Regions from separate parts of the Ovis aries genome. Here region 1 is linked to region 2. A link is a contact called in public Hi-C data. All regions are on one chromosome and are shown on one strand. The core of a region is the stretch at or near the end of the contact, and the rest is flanking DNA. Distances in the headings are between cores, read along the strand shown.

Region 1 (7,368 bases), core at 3,478-5,977, 520 kb before region 2:
GAGAATATGGAACAGGGGCTTGTCTTCCACTGCTGGTGGGAGTAAAATGTTCCACAAAATACATGAAAGAACAATTCAGTATTATTTAAGATTTTGCAACTCTGCACTATATTCATTTTTAATAAAGGATTCCTCTTCAAGATACAATCCCTGTAGAATCTCTCACTCTTATGAACAAGAAAACATGGATAAGAATTCTCACTGCAGTGTTGTCTGTAACAGCAAAAAAACTGTAAAAAACTTCATGTTCATTAATAGGATAATGAGTTAAAAAACGTGGAATATCACATAGTTTTTTAAATTAATGAACTAGCGCTACAAACATCAATATGAATAACTCTCCCAAAAAGTGCTAAATGACAAGTTGCAAATGACTACAAAGAGTATTATTTTTATGAAGTTTAAAAACATGTAAAAATACATATATTTACATGTTTAGTATACATTATAAGATAGTTTTTTTTAATCTTTTAGTGCTTACTGTAAGGAGAGGAAAAAGAATAGTGTCAAGTAGTTACTAAATATAGGTAATAATTCCCATTGTATCTTGAATGTTTTCCTAAGAAAACAAGAATAAAGTGTGACAAATGTTAGGATTTGACAGAGGTGGATAGGGAGAGAAGTTTACATTATATTCTGTGCTTTATGCTAAAAATATTTCATTGCTTAAAAAATTACAAAATATATCAATTATAATTTATAACTATTTTAATTAGGACTAGGTATTAGGATTTTTGGTACCACGTGAGCAAAAGAAAGTATGGGGGAAAAAACCTGATGGTTAAGGCTACCATTCTCACCTATAATCAAAAATTTTTTTCATTTTAACTTTTTACAAAGATTATAACCACTCCATGTGTTCAAGAATTGCCTTAACTACATAAAGGTAATAAATTTAAACATATAAAGTTAATTTGTATTATCAGAGAGCTACCAATATCTATTTTTACATTAGGGTTTCTTGTAAAATTTCATTGAGAAAAAAATTCCATACAGAAAATCCTAAGCCACCTCACTGTTAAGTTATTTGAACACAACACAAGCCAAAGACAGCAATACATACATTCAAATTTTACTTGAAAAAGTCTCCTTATAGATACAGTTCATACTTCAACCCACTAGTCTGAAGAGTTTTTATAGAGGCAGAGTTTAAGCTTAGCTTTGCGGAAAACAATTAAGTATATCTCTTAAGGAAGGAGATACCAAGAGTTGTTGAAAAAGAGCAAAAATCTATCAGTGAACAGTAAAAGGCATAGAGGCGGAGACTGGCAAGAAAGACTGCCTGACTTGGGTAAGGAGAAAAAAGATATGCAAATAAGAACTGGAGTTAGGGAGCAGAACAGTCATGACTCCAGAACCAATGTCATGAGACTGGAAAAAATTGATAGAGAATATAAGGAAATGACATCAGTCCTTTTAACACTATCACTAAATCTTGCTATTGTTGACTCTGTCCCTCATGTTTTACTTTCTCCTTGGAATCCCCTAAAAAGGTTGCCCTAACCAGGCTCTACCTCAGGAAACCCACACTCCCCCTTCAAGAGAAGACTCAGTGCTGGGGGAGAGCGAAGGGATACATGCGGATATTTTCTCTTTTTTTCTCAGCACAGCTTCAGAGAAATTTTATTCAACAAAATGAACAATAAATCCAGATTAGAAGAATTCCAGTAAGTATTTAAAGAGCGCTAATGCTAGGTATGGTGTACCTAGCATATCCTTCAGGATTTATAGGTTTTGACTTCAGGATAAAAACTGGAACTTGCCAGAGCTTTTGACCTCCTCGACTTTGACCTGCTCCCATTTGACAAGTCCATTTGCCTTCTAGGACATCTTGACTTGCCACAGCCTTTTGCCTCAAGCAGAGGATTTCTTCTCCACATGAATGCTATCAGAAAGACTGTGCATCCTCTGATGAGACTGTACCAACCAAAGGAAGGTAGTTTCAACTTTCAGTTAATTATAAAATGACCATATCATACACATGGTAAGAGGTGGTTACTCCCTGCAGGTTTAAGTACTGTCAGGAAAGCAGGGAGAGAGAGAGGCTAGTGTCAACACTGGTACAGATAAAATGTATGCCTGAGGTCCTTGCCTTCTTTTCAGGGAAAATGACTGCTGTAAATAGAGGGAAAATATAAAGCATTGCCTATATTTCTAATATTGTATTTTTCACATTGTATTACAATTTTTTAAAAAAAATTTTTATTTCTTTTTCGCTGCTCTGGGTCTTTCGTTGCTGTTTGTGGGCTTTGTCTAGTGGTGGAGAGTGGGGGCTACGCTTCCTTGTGGCGCATGGGCTTCTCATTTGTGGTGGCTTCTCTTGTTGCAGGAGTTGCAGCTCGCAGGCTCTAGAGCACAAGCTCAGTAGTTGTAGCACACAGGATTAGCTTCTCCATCACATGTGGAACCTTCCTGGACCAGAGATCAAACCTGTATCTCCTGCATTTGCAGGCAGATTCTTATCCACCAGGGAAGTCCCTACAATTATCTTTTTATATGTGTACGAATCCACCATTAGAAAGAGAGTTGCTTGAGGGAACATAGTCTGTTTATTAAATTTGTGTCCCCAGAACTTAACACAATTTCTGGTGCACAGTAATCACTCAATGCCTATTTGTTAAATGAAAGGTAAACAAAGCAATGACAAAAAAGAAACAATGGTAATAAAAATCTGACTGAATCAAAGACAGCAGGTGAAAAGGACAATGACATTGCAAAGGAACATTCCTGTGGACATCGCAAGTTAAATAATGACTTGCGTGTCATATTACTTTACTTTCAAATTAAAGAAAGCTTTAAGCTTTCAAAGAGCAATATGTAATTTTCCTTCTATGATAGAGATATAAAGTCAATGTGAAATCCTAAATCATACCATTTTCTCTATTAATTCCAACCACTTGCCTAAAAGAAGTTTACAATCAAGCTTTCTATTTTATTTTTAAACTGTCTTTTGGATACTGACTTCCAGTCAGTCATACTTAAGTTAACAAATAAGTACCTGAAGCTTTGGCTGATGGCACTGCCCATTAAATAATCTATACATGGTTTTGTTCTGTTTTGTTTTTTTGTCTGAAGGGCAGTGCTTCTTTTATTACAGCAGTACTAAACTATGATCTACTAAACCATGTTGGAACCTCAGGAGCCACTGAGGGGAAGGTTTAGAAAAGCAACTAGGCTTACTTTCACTAGAGAAGTTTTCAATCAGAAAACAATAGGCTTCCATGAAAAATCTCCCTTGAAGAGTTCCACAATTTTTAAGTTTGAAAATCACTTGTCTTATTCTAGTTTGCTTTTTTCTTTTTTAAAACTGTGACAAAACAAAAGTCTTCACAACAACAATAAAAAGTGTAGGTCTCACTGCAAGGAAGAAGACATCATTAGGTACTCCAAAGGCAGAGGTTGTGAGCCTCAACGTGATGCTTCCGAGATTTATAACAGTCACCAATGTTAAACTACCAAGAGAAAAGCTGAATGAAATTATGGAATTACATACTTGAAAACCAAAAGGGTCAAAACATATAATATTTTCTAGCTCTCTGGAAATAGAAAATACTTATTAGACTTTTGAATAAGCACTTTTGAAATCACAAACCACAACAGGGCACTTTCTAGACTTTTCCCATAGTCAGAAAATTGTAACTATGAAACAGGTGCAATATTCTGTGATGTGCAATATTCAGTATGACTGGCAATTTTCAGCCATGCATTTCATTACACTAAATCCTAAAACTGTATCTACAGTTAACTGCTGCTACAAAAATATCAATATTTACTTTAGTCAGCTTCAGTTACTGCTTTTCTAATGCCACAAGTAAGTTCTCATACCCAGTTCATCTTTTTCTCACTCTATAATCACTGAAAACCTCTCAACAAGTAAAACATCAGGTGTTCTGGATTGTTCTGAAATCTTGGCGGTTTCTTTTTCATAACCTAATTATCTCGCTCCATAATCACTGACGACCCCTCAACAAGTAAAATATCAGGTGTTCTGGACTATTCTGAAATCTTGGGGTTTTCCTTTTCATAAAAGACAGAACACCTTATAGCACTTGCGCCATCCATGGGTAGAGTAACACTTCCAACTACCGTAAATAGTTGCTATCACGGCTTGGACGCATCTGGATATAAGCGAGGTAAAACACCTCCCTTCTACTGAACAGGAACAACTTTAAGTCTCTAAGTGTTGAGTGCCTTACACATCAGCGTCTGCTGCACCATTTCCTAAGCACGGGGCAGGGGGCTGCAGGGCCGGGGGACACCAGACTCAACCAGCTCTAGTGGGAGCTGAAAGTTTGTGTCATCAACTCCGTAATTGCTCAATTAGTGAAGTCTCCAGAGAGCCCCAGGCTCCTCCCTATTCCTGAGTTTGACGAGAGGAATGGTCCTTGTTCGAGGTCCCCAACCTCAGGTGGGCTGGAGACATGCCCCAGGCCGCTGAGGACGCGCCGAGGCTGCCCACCCTCTCAAAAAAATTCCTGGATGCCTATGAGCGGCGGCGCCGCCCCCTTTCCTAGGCTTTCCAGTTCCCAGAGTCGCCACCGCCCACTTTCTAACACAACAAACAACGGCCCAGGGCCGGGCCCAGCACTTACCCACATCTTGCTCGAAGGGGTTGGCGGTGAACAGAGGCATCTCGCCGGCGCCCGAGCCTTCGTCGCTGCGGTCACGCAGAGGCTCGGCAGCTGCTCGGGGCTGGAGGACCCGCCGCGGCGGCTTCCTAGACGTCTAGCTCGGCCCCGACCACGTCCCAGCACTTCCGCCACCGCATCTGCCCGGATCCCGCCTGATGGGCCAGCTCCCGGTCCGCGCTCCGCCCTCAACTCTCCTCCCGGGGAGAGGTCCCGCCAGCCGCGGGCATCTTCTCAGCGCTCCTGTGTCCGCCGCCCGCGCGGAGGAGGCGGCAGCCCTAGTCCGAAGTTCCAATAGGGGTTAGGCAGCCGCCGCGGCCACCTGTCCATGGCTAGGACCCGGGCAAGCCACGGAGCAGGGGACCTTCGCGGCCGGAAGTCGTCGCGCCTGGGACTGGGCGAAGCCAGAGGCCCGGAAGTTGCACTGCCGGAGGCAGCTTTTCTAAGGGTACGGTCGTCCGGGGTTCTCAGCCTAGGGCTGCGGGTTCAGACGACCAAGCTCTCTCCAAATTGGTTCCTTTCTAAGCTGTGGTGCCACACGGCTTTGGGGCCGCGGCTGCGTTCGCGTCACAGTCCCGTTGCCTTGGAAACGGAAGGAGCCTTGGTAGCGCAGAGTCGGCCAAGGGTTTGGTTCCGCCCATAGCGCTTGCAGGGCGGCACTCTCCGGCGCCTAAACCCCTCGGGAATAACCACCCTAGAAGCAGCGGCCGAAGTAACAATGGCTCTGTGCCGACTCCTGTCTTTTCTCTTTCCATCGTGGTCTTGCCATGAGAATACTGCTGGACTCAATTTAGTTCAATCGCTCAGTCGTGTCCGACTCTGCGACCCCATGAACTGCAGCACGCCAGGCTTCCCTGTCCATCACCAACTCCCGGAGTTTACTCAAACTCCTGTCCATGGAGTCGGTGATGCCATCCAATCATCTCTTGCTCTGTCATCCCTTTCTCCTCCTGCCTTCAATCTTTCCCAGCATCAAGGTCTTTTCCAATGAGTCAGTTCTTCGCATCAGGTGGTCAAAGTATTGGATTTTCAGCTTCAGCATCAGTCCTTCCAGTGAATATTTAGGACTGATTTCCTTTAGGATGGACTGGTTGGAACTTCTTGCAGTTCAAGGGACTCTCAAGCGTCTTCTCCAACACCGCCGTTCAAAATAATATATATCATAATATATTAGGGCCAATAAATTATTAATATATAAAAAATTCCTAGTATGTCTTGGGACTTTACTGGTGGCTCGGTGGTTAAGAACCCGCCTGGAATACGGGAGAAACGTAGATTCCATCCCTGGGTTGGGAAAATCCTCTGGAGGAGGAAATGGCAATTCACTTCAGTATCCTGGGAGATACCATGAAGAGAGGATCCTAACAAGCTATAGTCCATGGTGTCTCAGAGTTGGAAAAGACCGAGAAACTAAATAATAAACAACTATATAATTTACTTACTATGTTATCTCTCTCTTTAGAATATAAACTCCATGATTATTTTTGTTCCTTGCTGTATCCCCAGCATTTAAAAGTGTCCAGCACCTAATAAATACTTTTCAAATAAAGCTCAATAAATACCTTTCAAATGCAACTAAACAGTACTTGGCAACTACCAGTAAACTTAAGCCATTAGTTGAAGTGTGGACCCTACTAGAGCTTCCAATTTATTAATGATTATTTTTTTTTAATCTTAAAATGACTTCAATATTTTAACAACGGGCCAAACAAAACCATTTTACAACCTCTGGTATAAAGATTTGAAACAAAGACGAGAACCTTTATACATGGCATAGTTCAGAAAAGTGGTTGCATTTTGTATCATAAAGATAGGTTAACAAATAAGGAGGAAACATTTGCAGGTGAAGAGAAGCTGATTTTCAAAAACATTGAACCTAGGATGTTCAAAATATATCTGGAGATTTTCTAGGTGGATTTGTCTGGGATTAAGACAGTGTTGGAATGGAAAATGAGACTAGATAGACATAAGAGGAAACATAGGAAAGAGCCTTAAGGAGCAAGTTAAGAATTTTTAATTTTATCACTGAAGGCACTAGATGATCATTTGAAGATTTTGAGCAGCAGAGGAGTACACAAAAAGTTCCCAGATACTCACCTGACTGCATTGTGCATGATACACGTTAAGAAGCAGGCCAGACAGCTAGTTTAGGAAGCACTTGAAGAAGAGATTTTTTAGAGGAGACTGTATTGAGATAAGAGCAAAGGGCTGAGAATTCACCTTTGGAAAGTATTCACATTTTAAAGAGATTCCTTAACTCTTCCACATCTTTAATAGCAAACATGCTTAAGAATCTCTAGGTATTTAATTATCTGTGCCAAGTAACTCCAGTCTCTTGGTGAATCCAATTAAAAAAATATCTAATAGTCACTGAGATCCAGACCCTGTATTAGAAACAGGGAGATACAAAGAAAGCTCATTGTTACTTCACCTAATGAAGTTAATGAAGCACTAAAAGATATGTCAGTGGCAGTCCACAAGTTCAGGTGTGCAAAATTTCTGTAGTACAACCTCTTTTGAGCCCTAGTCTCCCTGATAACAAAATGATCTCATCAATTTCAGTTGAATTCAGTCTAGGGTTTTTTGTTAACTGTTGCTGTTATTTTAGGTTTACACTCTACAAATCTATATTTTTAATTCACACCACTTTCTCTGAACATATAACAAAATCTATCCCCAGGTATGTTCTTCCAATTCTGCCAGTACAAATTTGGTGAATAACTCTTTTTATTCTATAAAA
Region 2 (6,803 bases), core at 296-2,795:
CTACTGAGAACTTCCAGGGTCCCACTTCCTTTCCTTTGTGCATCCCCGCTCTCCATTTCTCTCCCTCGGAACAAATCCCACCATCTCGAGCTCTTCCTTCGTCCACTCTCATCTTCTTCTCCTTTTGGAGAATGCTTCCTGTCTCTCTGACTCCGCTTTTCATTGTGCCGCTTTCCCCCTGCCCCACCGCTCCCTTACCGAGGGCCGTCTCCTCAGGAAGCCGTCAGCAGAGACCCAAGAGCTGGAGCAGAGGCTTGAGCCGGACAATCTCCGCTCCCCGTCCCCGAGACCCCGCGAGGGAGGATGGTTCTCCATTTCACTCACCATGAGGCCTCCACGCTCGGCTCCCGTCCCCGGCCTCATCGTTGGGCTCAGACTGCTCCGCCGGCGGCCACTGCCGCTACACATACCAACAAGAAGCGATCTGAGTGGCTGGCGCCCAGTGGGGCCAAAGGTTAAAGGCTGCCCTGCGCTATGGGGCGGGATCAGCGGGGCCAGTAGGCTGACAGGCTTCCCTGCTGTCCAATCAGACTGCGTTGCTGACTCGCAGCTCTTTGGCGATTCGCCCCCAGCCTCACCCTAACTCAGCGTCGACTGCATGGAGTTGGGGGAGGGGGACGGAAGAAGTTTCTGCGCCGATTCCCCTGCAGGGAAAACCACCAACTTTCCCCGGGGAAGGGAAGACAACGGTGTCCCAGCTTCCCGAACTTAGACTGCCACACCCCGTAGGGGGTGGACCAGTGGAGGCCTGCCACCTTCAACACTCCCCCGTCCGAATTACCTATGCCCCACAACTCTGAGGCCGCCAGAGGTGGGATGGGATGGGGGTGGGGTAAGCAGCCTCTAGCGTTAGCCTTGACCAGGGCAGGAGCTTGCGCGCGGAACTACAGGCGGAGGAAGGGGGCGGGGCAAGCTAGAGGAGGGGTCGTTAGGAGCGGGTTCGAGCTCCTTACGCACCAGCTGGGCGGCGCGCGCCAGGGTGGGGCAGGGGTGGAGGCCTGCCCAGCGGCGTGGAGGAAAGTTGTGGTAGGGGCGGGGAGAACAATGTGAAAGGGAAACCTGTATTGGGCAGTTAAGGGAGATGAGGGCGCTAGGCGCTGAGCTTCCATTACTGAGGGAAGCCGAGGGAGAGTGCAGGTGCAGAGAAGATGGGAGAAAGCAAACAGGTTCGGGAATGTGTGTTGGCGGGCGCTAGGACCGGGCGTAGAGGAGGTGCGGCTTTGGGACTGCGAAGGCACGCGCTAGTTTAGAGGTGACGCGAAGGTGGCGGAGGTTTTTGGCGGAGAGACTAAACGCTGCACGGAGAGGAAACTCGGCTGCCTTGGGCCTCGGCTCGCCTTCCCTCGTACTGCTTGCGGGTAGTGCTCTGGTCCAGGGGCGCTCAGCCTCTCGTCGGCCCCACGGCACCTTCCTTGCCCCAGCACGCACCCCTGCGCGCCTGGGCCTAGTGGTGGAGGCCGCGGGGGGGCCAGGCTGCTCATTGGCTACTGCGACCGCGGGGCGGGGTAGGTGGGCGACGTTGGACCTCCGAGGGCCTGAGTGTCTTTCCCGCCATGTCGTTTGTGGAGAGCGGGAGGCGTTCGGCCCTTCTGCGCCGCCGGCCCGGCACCCCTGTCCCGTTCGCTCGACCTCCGTATTCAGTTTTCAGTCAGGGAGATAGCTGGGGTGAGGGCGAAGTCGAAGAGGAGGAGGGATGCGACCAAGTGGCCCGTGATTTGCGGGCGGAGTTCTCGGCCGGGGCGTCATCGAAACTCAGAAAGGACCCGGTACTCCGGACAGATGGGGACGGATCTCCGATTCTGCCCGATAAACGCAATGGAATTTTCTCGGCGGATGCGGGTGGTAAAGCCCTGGCTCGGCGTTGGCCGGTCCAGGTCCTCTCAATTCTCTGTTCGCTGCTGTTCGCCATCCTCCTTGCCTGCGTGCTCGCCATCACCTACCTGATCGTAAAAGGTACAGAAGGAAGCCCGGGCCTTGAAAGTCTATCCAGAGTTAACTTCGGTTGAGCCTGGACGTGGCCTTTGCCTTCATCGCCCTCTCCCCTATCGAAGCTGCAAGCTTGGTAGCTGGTTTCATCCGTACGCCTTACCCGCACTTTTCTTTGGTCTTCCCCTTTGTCTTCTCTTTTCTTAAAAGTAGAAGACTTTGGTCGGTGATCAAGAGGCCCATTTTAAGAAAGAGTCTTGATAGGTTGGTAGTCTTGAAGAAATAATGAAATCAGTGAACACTTGGGGATAAAATGTTGGTAAAATCAAGCAAAATGCAAAACAACTATCCTTAGAGGAAGGCGGTGAAAAGGGTAATCTAAAAAAGCTATACGAGTTCCACAAATGGCTAGAGGTGTACAGTCCACCTGTTCTGTACACATTGAGTTCCTAAAGAACAAGGATTTCCATTGCACAGCCCAAAATGTCTGCTGCTGCTAAGTCGCTTCAGTCGTGTCCGACTCTGTGCGACCCCATAGATGGCAGCCCACCAGGCTCCCCCGTCCCTGGCATTCTCCAGGCAAGAACGCTACTTAGGTAAAATAGTCCCTCTTGGATTTTGTACTAGGTTTGCAACCCAGTGTATTGGTGAAATTCTGTTGCAAACCAAGTCTGTTCTTTCTCTGATTAATGGTTTTACATTTCCGTGTCTGAAGTTGAAATACTGGCCAGGTTGAAATAGAAATATGCCTTGATAGGTTTTCCAGAACTCGTACAAATGTATTATGTGTTTGGATATTTTACCATAGGAAGAATCAGACCTGAGTTGAAACCTCAGTTCTGTGATTTTGGCTAAGTTATTGGGGAAAAAAACTACCTTAGTTGTATGAAAAGCACCCAACACATCACTCGAGTATTAGTTTTACTTCACTAAGTAGAATTAAATCTATTTAATTATAGTTTTTATTTCCCTCTTTGCTTCAGGCCCCTCATGAGCTGTTCATGGCATCTAACACCTCTCCTGGAGAAGGCAATGGCACCTCACTCCAGTACTCTTGCCTGGAAAATCCCATGGATGAAAGAGCCTGGTGGGCTGCAGTCCATGGGGTCGCTGAGGGTCGCACATGACTGAGCGACTTCACTTTCACTTTTCACTTTCATGCATTGGAGAAGGAAATGGCACCCCACTCCAGTGTTCCTGCCTGGAGAATCCCAGGGAGGAGGGAGCCTGGTGGGCTGCCATCTATGGGGTTGCACAGAGTCGGACACGACTGAAGTGACTTAGCAGTAGCAACACCTCTCCATGCTTGATTTTCATACAGAAGACAGATTGGCATGTTAATGTGAGAGTTTGACCTCTTCATACAATGGTACAGGGTGTAAACTGTCAGTGTTAAATATTTGGGTACCAGTGTTTCATTCCTCAACCACTCCCTTCCTCCATTTTTTCAAAGCAGCTCAGTTTTGTCTTGTAGGTAGTTATTTCTGTTTTACTCAGAGAGATTGCCTTTGTTCATAAAGTCATAAAACTTGGTAAGTGGAAGTGCATTGCAGGAGACCTTAAACTGTGTTTATTTTGGAGAATAAAGAGCTGAACTCAAAAACTAGTAATTTGCCTTGTATAAAATGTCTTGGGAATAGAAATTCCCATTTTAAATACATAGCAGTTGATCATAAAGACATCTTATTTGCTTCCTGAAAGTCACATAGCTAGTAAATGGAATCCAGGTTTGAACCTAGTTGTTCCCAGCTCCAGAGCAGTTTCCAGAACTCTGCGTCTTTCTAGCCTTTGCGTTTCTGTTCAAGTTATAAAATCATCTCTTTTTTGTATTTACAGAGTTACATGCTGAAAATTTGAAGAATGAAGATGATGTAAACACTGGACTGTTAGGTATGGACCTTACTGTCACTTGATTTTTGAGCTCACTGTTGTTTTTTATGTTTTAATGATATACAGGTTTGGATAAAATACTTAATATATTCCCTGTGTGGTGGTGGTTCACTTTTCTTCACTTGTATATGTATGTGGTATATTTCGTTAGACTTTCTTTTTATGTATATGTTTGTGTGTATGCCAGACACACTAGGAATATATTTTGAACACAACTGTATGTAACAGACCCAGAGAATACTTAACATTTTTTAGTTACCTTTTGCAAAAGCTTCTCTACACTTCTTTTGAGGAGGTAAACAAACATTTCCCCACAGACTTAACAAAGATAACATCTTAAGCAGGCCTCAGAAGTTTAAGTTCAAATCTCCTTATAAGCAACTTGGTTTTTTAAAAAATATGAAAAGTATTGGGTATACTTAACACAAGCTAGTTATGACCAGGGAAAAGACCTGAGTTTCTATAGAATGTCAGTAGAATGCTAGTTTACAGATTTGTAGTAAAAAATTCAGTTGTTATTTAATCTTTATTTTTCTCTGCCAAAATAATTGTGAAGAGTTCAGAATTTTACCTGTCTGGCATATTTTTCTCCTATTTGCTATAATTTATTTGGCTGATCACTTTGAATTGGGGATGAGGGTATGGGAAATGATTGAGAGCCTATCCCACTTGTTATTCCCTCTCCCAATCTTAGCTAACTATTTAAATTAGCTCTTCAAGCCTAATGTCCTCATGATTAGGACAACAGAGTCCACCTGATTTTGCCGAAAGGGAAGCTTTACATCTTCAAATTATGAACAGATTAGTTTGCTGGATGTCCCATGAAAACTTGTCTGTGCTTAACTTCTGGCATGAGAAAACACGTCCTTTTCAGTTGCTCATTTTGTTAGTGTGCCTCTGTGTTGTTAAACTGTTGCATCTCTAAAATCAACAGTGATCATAAGGCTTTTCATAGCATTTATTGATCTGTCAACTCTTGACTGAAAGGAACAGTATATAAGCCTAAATGCCTGTTAAGAAACTTAGTTTCTAAAGGAGCTGAGACACTGCTATGCTCATGCTTATTTCTGTGAAAGAAATGTTCATGGGGAGCCCCATTTATAGTTGTTTTATTTTATTTTATTTTTAATTTTAAAATCTTTAATTTTTACATGCGTTCCCAAACATGAACCCCCCTAGAGTTCCTGATGAGCATTGTTATCAGTGCCTTTGGGAGTTAATTGATCCTAATGGCTAACAGGATTAGGCTATTAGTGTTCATCTTAACTAGTGAGGTAGTCCCACCAAGGAGATGTGATTAATACTTGCGGTTGGCTTTGGAACTCATCTCCCCAAATCTTCCCTGGGTGGCATTGGAATCACACTGCAGAGTTCGTAGGGCTTTCCTTTTATAATTGTCCTGTAAGCCTATTTTTCAGATAAATTAATAAAATAAAACTTAAGGTCATTTAGTTGAAAATCACATTCCAGCCATTCCTCCTTGAAGTTATTTTCTGGCCAAATTGATTGCACTAATCATATATAACATTGAACTGTTTCATTTTCCACATTTGCTTTTCTTTCAGCATTTTCCCAAATTTTATCACGTTTCACAGTTAGTCCTATTTCCAATTTTTGCATTTTTTCCTTAGTTTTATAACTAGGAAAGTATAAGAAAGAATGATAAATGATTTTTTATTTGAGGCAAATCTGAAATAAGTGCATAAAATAATAGAAGGAATTGCCCTTAGCAGATACTCCTTAATCTGAGACTGTTGTTATCAAATGTAGTGCTAGTACTTTTACAAACACTGTAAATAGTACTATACGGAAATTGTAATCAGATTTTGTGGAGTTCCTTCAGTGTCTAAAAAAGGTTTTAAATTTAATCTTTGGTTCCTATGACATCTATTAGTTAGTAGTTACCTTTAAGTCTCTTTTGTGGCTAGGAGCAGATTCCTAGCAGTGTCAAGGGCTGTTTATTTTTTAGCTGCCCATTTACTGCTCGTTTTATGCTTGAGATGTTTCCAGGCTTCTACACATTTTCCAGAGGAGAGATGACTGACAAAGATGAAGCCTGCTCATTTAAAGAGATGATGATTGATTTCTTTTCTTCTGCAGAGTGATAAATGAGACTTTGTATCATCATAACTGAATGATACAGAACATTAGAAATATGGTAAAAATTTCCAAGGGAAAGGATGTGTTGGGAAATGACCCATTCTCTTAGAAAGGTGCAAGTTGGTAGCAACGGACTCAGTTTCTTCCTCACAGTGAAAGCTGATTGAAACCATAAACTTGATCTTTTTAGTGGGTGTATAATATGAACCTTATAATTTGAGCCCGCAGTCTACTAAGGAAATAATATAGTACTCTGTAGCTGGGTAGGGTAACTCTAATATTTCATCTAAAAATTCACAAATATGTTATCCTATTCTGCAGCAGAGTCTTTGTAAAATTTTGTATATTGCTGATAACAGTAAAAGAACCAAGGCAAAAAAAGAAGAGAAAAGCAAAAAGCCCTAAAACACTGGCAGGATACAACCAAACTGTTAGTTTATCTGAATTTTGAAATTATAGCTTTTTTTAATCTCTGTAGTTTGTAATGAATGACTCTAACGCCTAATGAGAAAAACTTTGTTTAAAAAAAGCACAAGTGTAAGTTTAAGAAAGTGTGAAAACCATGTTCAACAATTAACAATAGTACTGAACTATTACAGTATGCCAAAAATGTGTTATCTCACCTGGTATTCCCAACTATCCTGCATCCATAAATATAAAATACTCGTTCTAAATCAAAACTCAAGACAGTGTATATTAGAATTTTTATGCCATCAGATAGCTTAGGTGTGGTAGCAAGGCAAAAACGATACAGATCATTATCCGGAATTACAGTGTGCAGGTGAATTATTAGTCATTAAATCATTACAAGTCTCCTCCTAACACGTAAAAGTATTAATGAGAAGCAGACATTAGGAGCTCTATTTCTCAAGAAATTGGTTTATTAT

What was found. Hi-C and Micro-C count contacts between places; a contact is called where the count stands out from the background.
Region 1: a Hi-C map of hypothalamus shows a contact between it and region 2, with 2.5 times the contacts expected there. The contact joins the promoter of STAM2 here to the promoter of ARL6IP6 in region 2. A contact is called at or near these places in 2 of 16 Hi-C or Micro-C datasets (hypothalamus and tail adipose tissue).

Annotation. Positions count from the first base shown.
Region 1 is chr2:157,422,126-157,429,493 of ARS-UI_Ramb_v3.0, reverse strand. STAM2 (signal transducing adaptor molecule 2) reads right to left here and starts at 4,727. Exons shown (of 16, transcript XR_009599338.1): 1 at 4,593-4,727.
Region 2 is chr2:156,897,438-156,904,240 of ARS-UI_Ramb_v3.0, reverse strand. It overlaps ARL6IP6 (ADP ribosylation factor like GTPase 6 interacting protein 6), which reads left to right and starts at 1,545. Exons shown (of 4, transcript XM_060409926.1): 1 at 1,545-1,953; 2 at 3,763-3,816. The coding sequence starts at 1,554. It overlaps PRPF40A (pre-mRNA processing factor 40 homolog A), which reads right to left and starts at 430. Exons shown (of 25, transcript XM_027964951.3): 1 at 325-430. The coding sequence starts at 408.